Regions from separate parts of the Hordeum vulgare genome. Here region 2 is linked to region 1. A link is a contact called in public Hi-C data. All regions are on one chromosome and are shown on one strand. The core of a region is the stretch at or near the end of the contact, and the rest is flanking DNA. Distances in the headings are between cores, read along the strand shown. Region 1 holds the start of LOC123446256 (protein transport protein sec24). Region 2 holds the start of LOC123415408 (NAC domain-containing protein 90-like).

Region 1 (5,655 bases), core at 893-3,392:
CTGGCGAGGCTGGCGCCAACTATGTCGTTTTTGTCCCTTGTGTGGTCCTAGCTAGTCCTTGTGAGGGCACCGCACTAGGGCATCTTGCCCTCGTCTTTGCCTCACCTTCTTCTTCTGAAACTAGTTTCGTCGGTCGCCTTAGCAACCATGCTCTTTTTTATTTGAGCAACCGCGAATTTAGAAAGGAAGAGAGGAGACAAATGGAGAAACCTAGATTTGTCCAATGTTTTTTATTGCGAATCAACCTAGAGTTGGATGGTTAGAAGGACAGTGAAATCCCTAGCCTACGAGAGTTTAAGTCCTAGACTTGATACTAGTCCTCGCATTTTCATGAATTTATTTCAAGCCTTCGGCGATGTGCATGATGTGGATACCCATAATAGGTAGGCCCATGAAGGGACAAAGTATTATAGAGCATAGGAGCCGCATGACAGATGGGCTCAAATCAATCTCAACCACCCAGGAAGTTACTCCGACAACATTTGAATCGCCACTACCCGAATGATAAGGTACTCAAACGGGAATTATTCGACCAAATGATATACTCAGCGGGTGTTTCTTTACAGGGACTTTTTGCTTTAGGGACTAAAAAAAGTCCCTTTTAGTCCCATGTGAAAGAAACAGGAGGGACTTTTAGGGACTAAAAGGGGGTATTTGGGACTAAAGGAAGAAGTCGCTATGAGAGGGACTTTTTGAGACTTTTTTGACACCTTTTTCAACAGTGCCCTTACTTTTAACATGTCATTTAATAACTTTTAGTACATTACTAGGGGTAACATGGTCTTTTTTGCATGTCATTTAATGACCTCTAGTCCCTGTTTAATCCCTGGAAAGAAACATGTAGGGACTAGGAACTTTTTAGTTGAGACTAAAAAAATCCTAGGACTTTTTAAAGAAACACGACCTCAGGATGGAAGGCATCCGAAGCATCATGGTGCATTCGTTATTTACTTTGTAAAACCCACTATACCTCATAGTGGATGATATTGATGATTTGTAGTGGGCACAATTAATATCCCCACTTATAACATAGTAGAAGATGAGGGGGTGTCACACTTTTTATAAGCCATCCCTCACCTCTTAGCTCCGGGCCGAGGCACTAAGGCCCTGTTTGGAACCACAATAGATTATAATAATCTGGATTATGAAGATAGACTATATAATCTGGTTTATAAAAATAATCTAGGTGAACATGTTTGGAGGCCAAATTATATTGTGATCCAGGTTTTATATTGTACAATGACATATCTGCCCTCTGTTTTTTAGCTGCAAAGGTAATAATCTAGGTAGTCATGTTTGAAGGACGGTGGCGGGGGCAGTAGGTAATTATCTCAAAGTTTCCAAGGGTAATGGATCATTAGTAATCCATAATCTGATTTTAGCTGGGGTTGGTTAGATTATGAGTTTTTAATAATCTGGCCATCTAGTTTTTATAAACTGCAATATAATCTGTCATGTTTGAAGACATAATAGATTATAAAAATCAGATTATATAATGTGAGTGGTTCCAAATAGGGCTTAATTCATTCACCTCTCTTTATCTTTCTCTTTCATACGCTCTCACATGCTCCTTGTATCTCGGTGTTCATACATAGAACAAAGAAATCTGCTTTGAAGCACGTACGAGACACAAGGCTTCACCGTAAGAGGCCCGAGCTCGTAAAAACACTCGTGTCATCCGTTTGCATCTTAATAAATCCTTCTCCTTTATTCTATCCCTTTTTTATTGTCAGGATCATTCATACGACAATGCATTCAATGGAAGAAGACGTTCACATCAACTACGAAGGCATATGTGTCAACTTTGTTAATCTCAAGATGATATGTTAAGATGATATGCCCACACAATTTCTCAAAGATGCTTATAAATATGCACGTGTTTATAGGGATGCGTATGTACGTATATATGATCGCCTGTCTGGATTGTGTTAAAAACGATTTTGGAGAACAAAAATGGAGTACTTCTCATAGCGTAGCATTGATTTCCGCTTTTGTAAACGACGTCCGCCCGAAACTAGGCCTGGTGACGTATTTTAAACCTAGCACAGCCGTAAGATCATCAATGTGCGGCTTAGATAAACACAGCCATTGCGGAACGCGAAAATGCGTCAATTACCGCGTGCGGCGTCAGACCCGACCCCCAGGGGCCAGTGTGTCAGATCGCGAGTCGCGCCCCTCGCCCCCTCCGTCCGTCCCCACCCCGCCGATCCCGACACCGGAGCCCGTGACCCGTCGCCATGGCGGTGCGCGCGACGGTCTCCCGCTTCCCCGTGACGCAGGCGGCGCTGGACGAGTGCGGCATCCAGTGGGGCATCTCCGTGACGCCCTTCGCCGCCGCCGACGAGCTCGGCCAGCCGCCCGCCATCGCCGACCGCGGCGACCGCCTCCCGCGCTGCGAGCGCTGCTGGGCCTACTTCAACACCTTCTGCGACGTGGAGCGCTGGGGCTGGGCCTGCGCGCTCTGCAGCACCCTCAACGGCTTCGACGACGACGCCGTCCGCCGCTTCCAGCGCCCAGAAGCTTGCCCCGAGCTCAGCGCCTCCTTCATCGACTTCGAGATCCCAGGTAGTCGCGCCTGCCCCGCTCTGTGTTTTTGTGCGCGAGCGACAGTGCCTGCTGGAGCCTTGTGATTTTTTTTAGTTCGATTCTCATGGCTTGAATGGTACTAACTGTGTTGTGTTTGTGCAGTGGATGAGGCAGATGGTGCAGGTGAAGGTGTGACGGCGCGGCCTGTCTATGTGGCGGCTGTGGATCTTGCTTGTAAGTTAAATTGTGCTGCTTAACGCGTCGCGATCATGAAATTCTGTATTGCTGGAAGTTAATTTTACCTGCCTGTTACATTTCTTATGGTGTTACCCATGTAAGCCACCTATAAGAGAAGCCTATAAAACGATAATACTTAGAGTGAGTGGGTATAGCTCAAATTCTTGTTGGTTTATATGACAAAAATTGCATTTACGAGACTTGATACTCCGTGTCAAATTTCAGTTGGATTCTCAAATAGTCTCTCGAGGTTGTGCTATGCTTTATATGATCCTCATAAGAACTGATTGTTGCCCTGTTTCAATGTCTTCAGGTTCTGAAGAGTTCCTGGAACTCATCAAGAGTGCACTTCTGGCAGCGCTAGAAGGTTAACATGTGTAATTTGCTGATTTTTTTGTTGCTCAAACAACACTGTGTCGTTAACGAGTCAAGTTTCCCCTTATTCTCAATTGGGTTTTCTCTGTGCAACAGCTCTGATTCCAGGCTCCCTGTTTGGGCTTATCACATTCAGCCACAAGATTGGGTTGTATGATGTACAAGGTCCAATGCCTGTTGTGAAAAATGTTTTCATCCCTCCAGACTCAGAAGAAGATGGACTGGCTGTCGCCCTTGAAGATGCCATGCCCCTACTTTCCTTTTTGGCCCCTGTATGTTACAGAACTACAGGAAGTGTTACAGGTTGGTTTAGTCAATCTCAGGATACCATTTAACTGTAAGTTAATCTATGAGCAGGTTGATACATGCAAGGACAGAATTGCCGCTGCCCTGGATACACTGCGGCCTACATCTTCATGGGAGAGAGGTGCTGCTTCTGGGCAGGAACCAGATACAGTTTTGCTTGGCGGGCGGGGTTTTGGAACGGCCATGTCTTCTCTAATTGACTACTTGAGTTCAGAGTATGGTTCTACTTTTGCTTTGGGTAAGTTAACACGCCTCTTTCTACAATTTTTAAATGCTTCTTGTCAGGTAGGCAATTATGTTTGTGAAGATGGTGTATTTTGCAAAGAGTTTTGTACTTGCTGTTTTCATGCCTAACTACCAACTGTTTCTTGTTAATATAAAAAACAGCTAGGGTATTTGCTTTTCTCTCTGGTGCTCCTGATTATGGAGATGGTCAACTAGACACTAGGAGATATGGTGAGCAATATGCTAGCAAAGGGGAAGATGCTGACCTTGCGTTGCTCCCTGAGCAGATACCTTTCTACAGAGACCTGGTAAGGTTATGTTGCTTTTGTAGAGAAAAAAATTACATTTGCTTAACCGTGTCTATCCTTTAGTGAGTTTAGTGAAATTTTGAACAGGCAGCTGTTGCTGTTCAATCAGGAGTATGTGTAGACATATTTGCTGTAACGGATGAATACACCGATTTGGCTTCGTTGAAGTTTTTGAGCATCGAAAGTGGTGGCTCGTTATTTCTCTATGCAAGTGCGGATGATTCAACACTTCCTCAGGACATGTGAGCTTGATCTTATGACTGCCCTCTGTATTTTGTTTTTGAAATTCCACTGCCTAGGTTCCTGATAAAATATGAATGGTCTTTTCCTCATTGCCTTGTCTTTTCTTCTGAACAGATATCGCCTGTTGAGTCGACCCTATGCATTTGGTTGTGTTCTAAGGCTGAGAACATCTCCAGATTTTGAGCCCGGACACTCTGTAAGATTCAAGCTACCTGTGTCCACATTATCTCTAGGATTAAATCCCGTGTGTGTCACTGCAAAATTTTATAATCCACCTTGGGTGCCACTGATTTTTTGGGTCTGGACCCACATGTCATTGCTACAATGAGTGGATGGTTACAAAATTTTGCGGTGACAGATAAGGATTTGACCCTTAACCATATTGTACTCTCTAATGTTAATGCATCCATCCTTTTACAGTATGGCCATTTCTTCCCTGATCCTCAATATGAAAATGTGCAACATATTATCTGCTGTGATTCTTTTGCTACTTATGCGTATGACTTTGACTTTACCCATGCCGATGGCTTCTCCAGGTATTTTATTTTTATCTTCACCATTTGACGTATTAGTTGCTGTTGATAATGGATATGTTGAATTTGAATCCATGCCAAGCGTATGAGGTGTGCAGGAATAAGATATCTGATATGCCTAATGCTATGGGTGAAAAAGTTCTGATATGATATGATTACATAAATTGGTTATATTCAGCATAGGTCCTGCTGTTCTGTGTGAGAGAAATTCCCACAATCAAATCCTTTTGCTTGCAGTTATTTTTCTAGTAATCAAGGTAAACACTGACACATAGCAAGTGCAGAGAAGCATTTTTTTTGTCTAACTGTTAAAACTTCAGCTCATTTCAGCCATATGAAATGTAGTGGAATGCCGATCTTATGATAATGTACATGGATGGGTAATTCAACATGCTAAGGCACAAATAATTTTCATTACATGATCATTTATAGAGTATCTAAGAGAGCTTATGCGCTATATAAGCATAATTCATTTTCGCTATCTGAAGAAACCTATTTTTTGGTGGATCCTGTTAATTTTATTGTGCATGTCTGATACTTCTCACTAGAGGTGAGGTAATGTGATTTTCAATGTTTACAGGCACACAGAACCTGCTGTTGTACAGATCGCTTTTCAGTACAGTGTCATTGAGCCTGTGGAGGAGGCATCAGGGAATGACTCACAATCATATCCAAGGTACAAAACATCTGAACTTCTTAATTTCCCAGGCATCCTTCTTAGTTGTCAAGCGTTAACTAGTTTTTGGATGCCTCACCTCTTGTGATGTTAGTTTATGTCAGCTATTTCTTGTGCTTACATTGGTTATTCATCTTATAATCTCTCCATTCCATCTTTCATGTTTCTGTTTGTTTGTTTTGCTGGTCTGCATGTAGCCAACTGAAACATGTACTGTCCAAAAACT
Region 2 (5,655 bases), core at 1,988-4,487, 220 kb after region 1:
TTCAGCCATTTGAGGCGAGGTTGGAACGCTTGGTTGTAGATGCTTTAACATCTTCCACGGCAAGTCATGTGCTACATGTACCAGCAGTTTAATGATGTGCTTTGCAATTCGGAGCGTGGACTCATTTGCTCCCATCTATAAACAGTTAAATCCAAAAAATAATTTAGAAAATAGGAATATGACTTTCGTCGTCGCACGCAAGATGATCGAGTGCGTTAGGTTTTGTGAAGGGCAAATTTTTGACATGTTTCTTCTTACCTCCTCCTTTTACATGTCTGACAAAAAGATAAAAACTAACCTGATTATTAATTAATAAGGTAAAGGGATCAGATCTATTATATACTATTATCTATCATGCAAAAAAGGAAAAGATAAAAGAAAGCATGTTAAAACTACTCTTCGTGAGGATGTAGCCTTCAATCGGCACTTGAGCATCCTATGGAGAAAAGCCCTTTATAGCCGGGAGTTGCTAAGCGTCGATCGGCAGATCTTTTAAAAGATCTGTCGCCTCGCGAGCCGTCGGATCTAACAGATTAAGTAGACGAGGATCACCTTCTATTATTGCAACACATATACTTCCTTCGTTTTTAAATATAAGTCCTTTTGGATATTCTACTATTGAACTATATATGAATGTATGTAGACATATTTTAAGGTATAGGTTCATTCATTTTGCTCCGTATTTAGTCTTCTATTAAAATGTCTACAAAGACTTATATTTAGGAACGGAGGGAGTAGTATTGTAGAAATTATGCAATACGGTTATGTTGCTGTTTTTTTGTAAACTGAGGTCATGTCGTAGATAATTTTTACAACAAATATTTTGTTACAAGTTGTTTTGAAACAGAAGTCTTGTACCAGCTAAATTTTCTTTTGCAATAGAAGTCGCGTCTAAATTTATTTATTTTGTTACAGTTTTTTTTTCAACAAAAACCTTGTTACAGAAACTAGTTGTAGCAGAGAACGAGCAGCTAGTAGCGAGCGCATCGACCGGAAGAAAGGCCGGTGCTCCCTTGCGACGGTGGCGCTACGATGGATGCAGTGCCTCGCGGTGAATGCAGCTGCTGGTGCTTCCCCGAGAGGCCGATGCAACCCGAGTTCGGGCGCACGACGATGACGAATGTTCATGATGGTGGCCGGTGGCTACAACGGCATCCACGTCGACATCCTGTCGTCAGCAAGCGTTGTTGCCAGTGTTGGAGTAGCGCGGCGAAGCATCTGCTTGAGAGGGAGTTCGAAAAAAGCACAAGTGACCATTCGCAAAAAAAAAAAGAGCACAAGTGACGACTACTTTTGAGGGGATCCAGATCCAGATCCCATATCACACCAGTTGTTGCGGTGGAGGAAATTGCAACAACCACTCAATTGCAAAGCTAGTCTAGGTAATTTGCTTCTAGCCATCTGATCAGAATTAGATCCAACAGCCACGAAGGCGGCAGATGCATGCGTGTTATTAATGGGGTATTCTAATCATTGCCTGAGCTCATCGACGGATTACTATTATTTCGGCTCCATCTTACTGATTAATATTTAAGTGTCCTTTTTTATGGTACATATTTAAGTGTCTTTGAAGTGATTATATACCGCATGATTTTGTTTCTAACATCATGGGATGTTGTAATATTAAAAAATCATTCTTCAACATGTACATTCTGCCATATCATATTATTCACCCAAATCATTTAGCAATTGTAAAAATTACACAAAATGACATGAATATATAATACGTGATTTTTTAATACATATATTGATTTTTTATAGAGTAACCACAATCATTTACAGAAACTATATTTTTGAGATTAGAAACAAGTGCACATATGAACTATCATTAGGCGGCGTTCACGTGATTATATATATACCAGATGATTTTTATTCTTAAAACAATGATTTCACAATAATAAGAAAAACACACTTCAAAATGTATATACACATGTATCTCACAAAAAATACACATGTATGCCATATTTGTTTTTGCACCCACATACATAGTTGGAAAGAGGAGATAAGAGGGACCATATTAAAATTTGCTTTAGATTATTCTCTTAACTCGTCTTAGAGCATCTACAATCATGGAGGGCAAATCTGTCCGCTCAAACGTCCGCATACGCGTACGGATGTATCCACAGACAATGATCGAGCACGCCACATATTTTGCTTGCACAACCGCGTGGCTCACATCAGAAAGCCCAAATTCATGCAATCCATGCAACACTATGTAGTTAAACTGGATCATAGCTCCTCGCCGGACAAAATGATCATAGTTCATACGACAAAGTTCTTAGAACATCAATAAAACTTAGATAAAATGGGTAAGGGAAGAGGAATTCATCATTTCGTTGCCAACTCCTTCCCCTTGTGGTCGTCGACAATGTTGTGCCCCTCTTCCATGTACATATCAGCATGTGACAGTGTGTCGTTTGCATCGAAGATGAAGCTGGAGCTGCCCATGACGTCAGAGTTGTCGGAGTGCGTTTGGCCCACGAGCCGTTGAAAGAGGGATAGGAGGACAGTCCTGACGTTTGAAGACGGTTTAAGACGGCCGAGCGGGTTATTTTGTTTTACCGGTCGATCCGTCCAAACCATTTAGAGCCGGTCTGAGATGTCCGGCTAGATGCTCTTGTACCTCCTTAAAATTTGCTCTGCTTAAAACAATCTCGGTCTGCATGCCCCCGAGGCTGCCCTACATCATGGTGAGTTTCTTCCTTCTCAACTTAAGAACTACTGGACCATGTTGAGTTTGGTTACTGCTAGCTGCAGGCCTACGTTCCACCTGAACCAATCACCCCACGGTAAAAGCATGCATACCCGTCAGGTCACTGTTGCCATGCCATGCCACGCCCACGCGTAGTCACGTCATATGGAAGAAGATGGCGACCGATGCAGGCGGCCTGGTTAGTTAAGTCCAAAACCGAATCAACATTCATCATTAACTAAGAGCCATAACTAAGAAAAGTGAGTTTTGAACACGTATGAGACTGACCGAGTCCTTCCTCCCCACAACACACACAGCAAGCCCTCCACTCTCTCTTCCTACGTTTTTCCACCACGATAGTAGACATTTCTCCGGGATCAAGCACCGCGCCGATCACCACGACACACACAACGCCTCCCTATATAACCACACGCGCCACGGACGTAGACCATACAGGCGTTCCCACCACTCCATTCGAGCTCCACGACCGAGGTCGTCAGCCGCGAGCTCCAAGGGAGATCAAGTCGACTCGACGTGCGTGCGCTATGGCCGAGCTGCCTCCCGGGTACCGCTTCTACCCCACGGAGGAGGAGCTGGTGCGCTTCTACCTCCGGCACATGCTCGACGGCAGCCGCCGCGACGACATCGAGCGCGTCATCCCCGTCGCCGACGTCTGTTCCCTCGACCCGTGGCAGCTCCCAGGCACGAACCAGGACATACATATACATGTGGAATAACGCATTGCCATTGCCGGCGAATTGCCAAGGGAGAGGTCCCATTGCTAACTGAGTTGTGTGTGTGCGTGCGTGCAGAGGTGCACCGGGGCGCGTGCGCCGGCCACGGGGAGCCGTGGTTCTACTTCTGCGCGCGGCAGGAGCGGGAGGCGCGGGGCGGGCGGCCGAGCCGCACGACGCCGTCAGGCTACTGGAAGGCAGCGGGCACACCGGGGCTGGTCTACTCCGCCGGCGGCCACCCCGTCGGGACCAAGAAGACCATGGTGTTCTACCGTGGCCGGGCGCCCGCCGGGGCCAAGACCAAGTGGAAGATGAATGAGTACAGGGCCTTCGACGATGACGGCACCCATGCCGATGCCGCTGCTCCGGCACCAAACACTACTTTGGAGGTAATTAAAAATATAAACGCGTTTTTGTTAGATGATACTCAGTACCAGTATATGATAATCACTAGTAGTAGTTGCCATTCTTTTCGCCGATTCGCCATATGCTGGATGTTCTTTCATATGCAGTGAAGAGCCAATGCTGATTGCGAAAGCCTATGGCTGATTGACTATGCATATACGCAGTCAACTATCACATGAGATGTGAAGAAATATGCAAATCAGTTAGTAGTTACAGCATTTTTTAACGTCTATGCATTTTTGTGTGTTTGTTTGTAGGTGCGGAGCGAGTTCAGCTTGTGCCGGCTGTACACGAGGTCAGGCAGCTTGAGGCAGTTCGATCGCCGGCCTTGCACCGCCGTCGCAGGCAGCGGCGCCGAGGACCCGGCGTCGTCGTCCGCCGCGGCTGCGTCGGCGAATGAGGTCTTTGAAATGGGAAGGGGTCAGAAGAGGAAAAGGCATGCAGCGAACGATCACGCGCCATCCAACGGCGACGCCTACCGCTCCGTGGTGCAGCAGCAGCAGCAGCAAGAGGTGGTGGGAGGCGCTGACGAGCAGCTCACCGCCGACGACATGACCGACTGGGCAGAGCTTTTGCACTGGATCGAATATAAGTGATGAAGCTCTTCCACACAAAGAAGAAGAAGAGAGGAAGCTCTTAAAAAGTTTATAATTCAGTAAAGAATCAATTGGGAAAATACACACTGATGCTTTAGGCGAGCTACTTTTTTGTTTACATTCTTCACATGAGCTACTAAATTCTTTTATTCTTACAAAAAATCGTCGTCACAACGTATGCCACGACGATGTCATTCAGTTGTACAGTAGTATTATTTTCCCTGTGGAACTTAAACGCAGTTCCTTTTCATCAAAGGAAAATTTTCAAGTCAACCACCTGTGTTCTCTTGGTGCGTGCAAAGATTCCTTTCCAGTGCATCGATGGTGACATCTCTTATTTAGGAGTATTACGTTGCGTGGCAGCGAGTAGGATCAAACGTAACGGGCTACTGTACACAACTAGCTAGGTTACTAGGCGTAGGTCCATCCTCATATTGACTATCCGTTGAACTTTGCTTGCTGACAGAACGCAGCACCGTTTTTGTTAGAATTAAATGGGCTTGGCCATTTATAAAATTCTGAAATCTTAAATTGAGTCCATAAATAAGATGGCAAGTGGAGGTGTGGTGGTGTTAAAGTTTAGTCCCATACCGTTAGTGGAGGAAGTGTTGGACCTCTTTATATAGTGAGTTCTCCTCAATACTCTAAGTGTGTGTTGAGAAGAGAAAAGAAAGAACCACACGCGCGCGCTCGCGCCCCTCGCGGGACGTACGTGCGACATGCGCGTGAATGGTCCGCCAAATTCCGGTCTCCGGTCCGATGCCTTGCGGGGGCGCGGCTATTACATCTTATCGGGGTCGGCCAAAGACACACCGAAAAACATCTAGGGTTTTGCCTCGTCTCACAACTTGCGCCGACGTCCAACGACGAACGGGAGAGCAGGTAGGAACCAGTCGCCTTTGCGATCCTGTACGGGAGAGGGCGAATTAGGTTTTTGGGAAGCGCTCTGCGCGACTGCTCGCTGCTTCCACAACGGGTCGTCTACCAAGCAAGTCGGGCGGTGTTGCGTACCGCCGCCTCAAGCATCGTCTACTTCGTCCCGTCATCGCCAACGTCATCGTCAACAACGTACCTGCACCGAACACATCTGCTTCCTCTACAAACGTTCGGTACGTGCGTCGTGTTCTTGTTAGCCTGATGAACATCTTAGATGCATACATATTTTGCTATACGGTCTTGCTACTATTCATTTTGTCTGCTGCATCTAGTATGTTAGAGTTTCACATGT

Evidence for each region. A called contact is a pair of places that touch in the nucleus more often than the background predicts.
Region 2: a Hi-C map of leaf shows a contact between it and region 1, with 2.8 times the contacts expected there. The contact joins the promoter of LOC123415408 here to the promoter of LOC123446256 in region 1. A contact is called at or near these places in 3 of 6 Hi-C or Micro-C datasets (leaf and seedling).

The regions. Positions count from the first base shown.
Region 1 is chr1H:469,509,576-469,515,230 of MorexV3_pseudomolecules_assembly, forward strand. LOC123446256 (protein transport protein sec24) reads left to right here and starts at 2,143. Exons shown (of 14, transcript XM_045122932.1): 1 at 2,143-2,565; 2 at 2,689-2,760; 3 at 3,077-3,130; 4 at 3,235-3,410; 5 at 3,496-3,682; 6 at 3,832-3,977; 7 at 4,065-4,219; 8 at 4,335-4,416; 9 at 4,641-4,756; 10 at 5,334-5,429. The coding sequence starts at 2,238.
Region 2 is chr1H:469,733,472-469,739,126 of MorexV3_pseudomolecules_assembly, forward strand. It overlaps LOC123415408 (NAC domain-containing protein 90-like), which reads left to right and starts at 3,238. Exons shown (of 3, transcript XM_045106733.1): 1 at 3,238-3,394; 2 at 3,505-3,815; 3 at 4,089-4,698. The coding sequence starts at 3,238. The coding sequence ends at 4,427.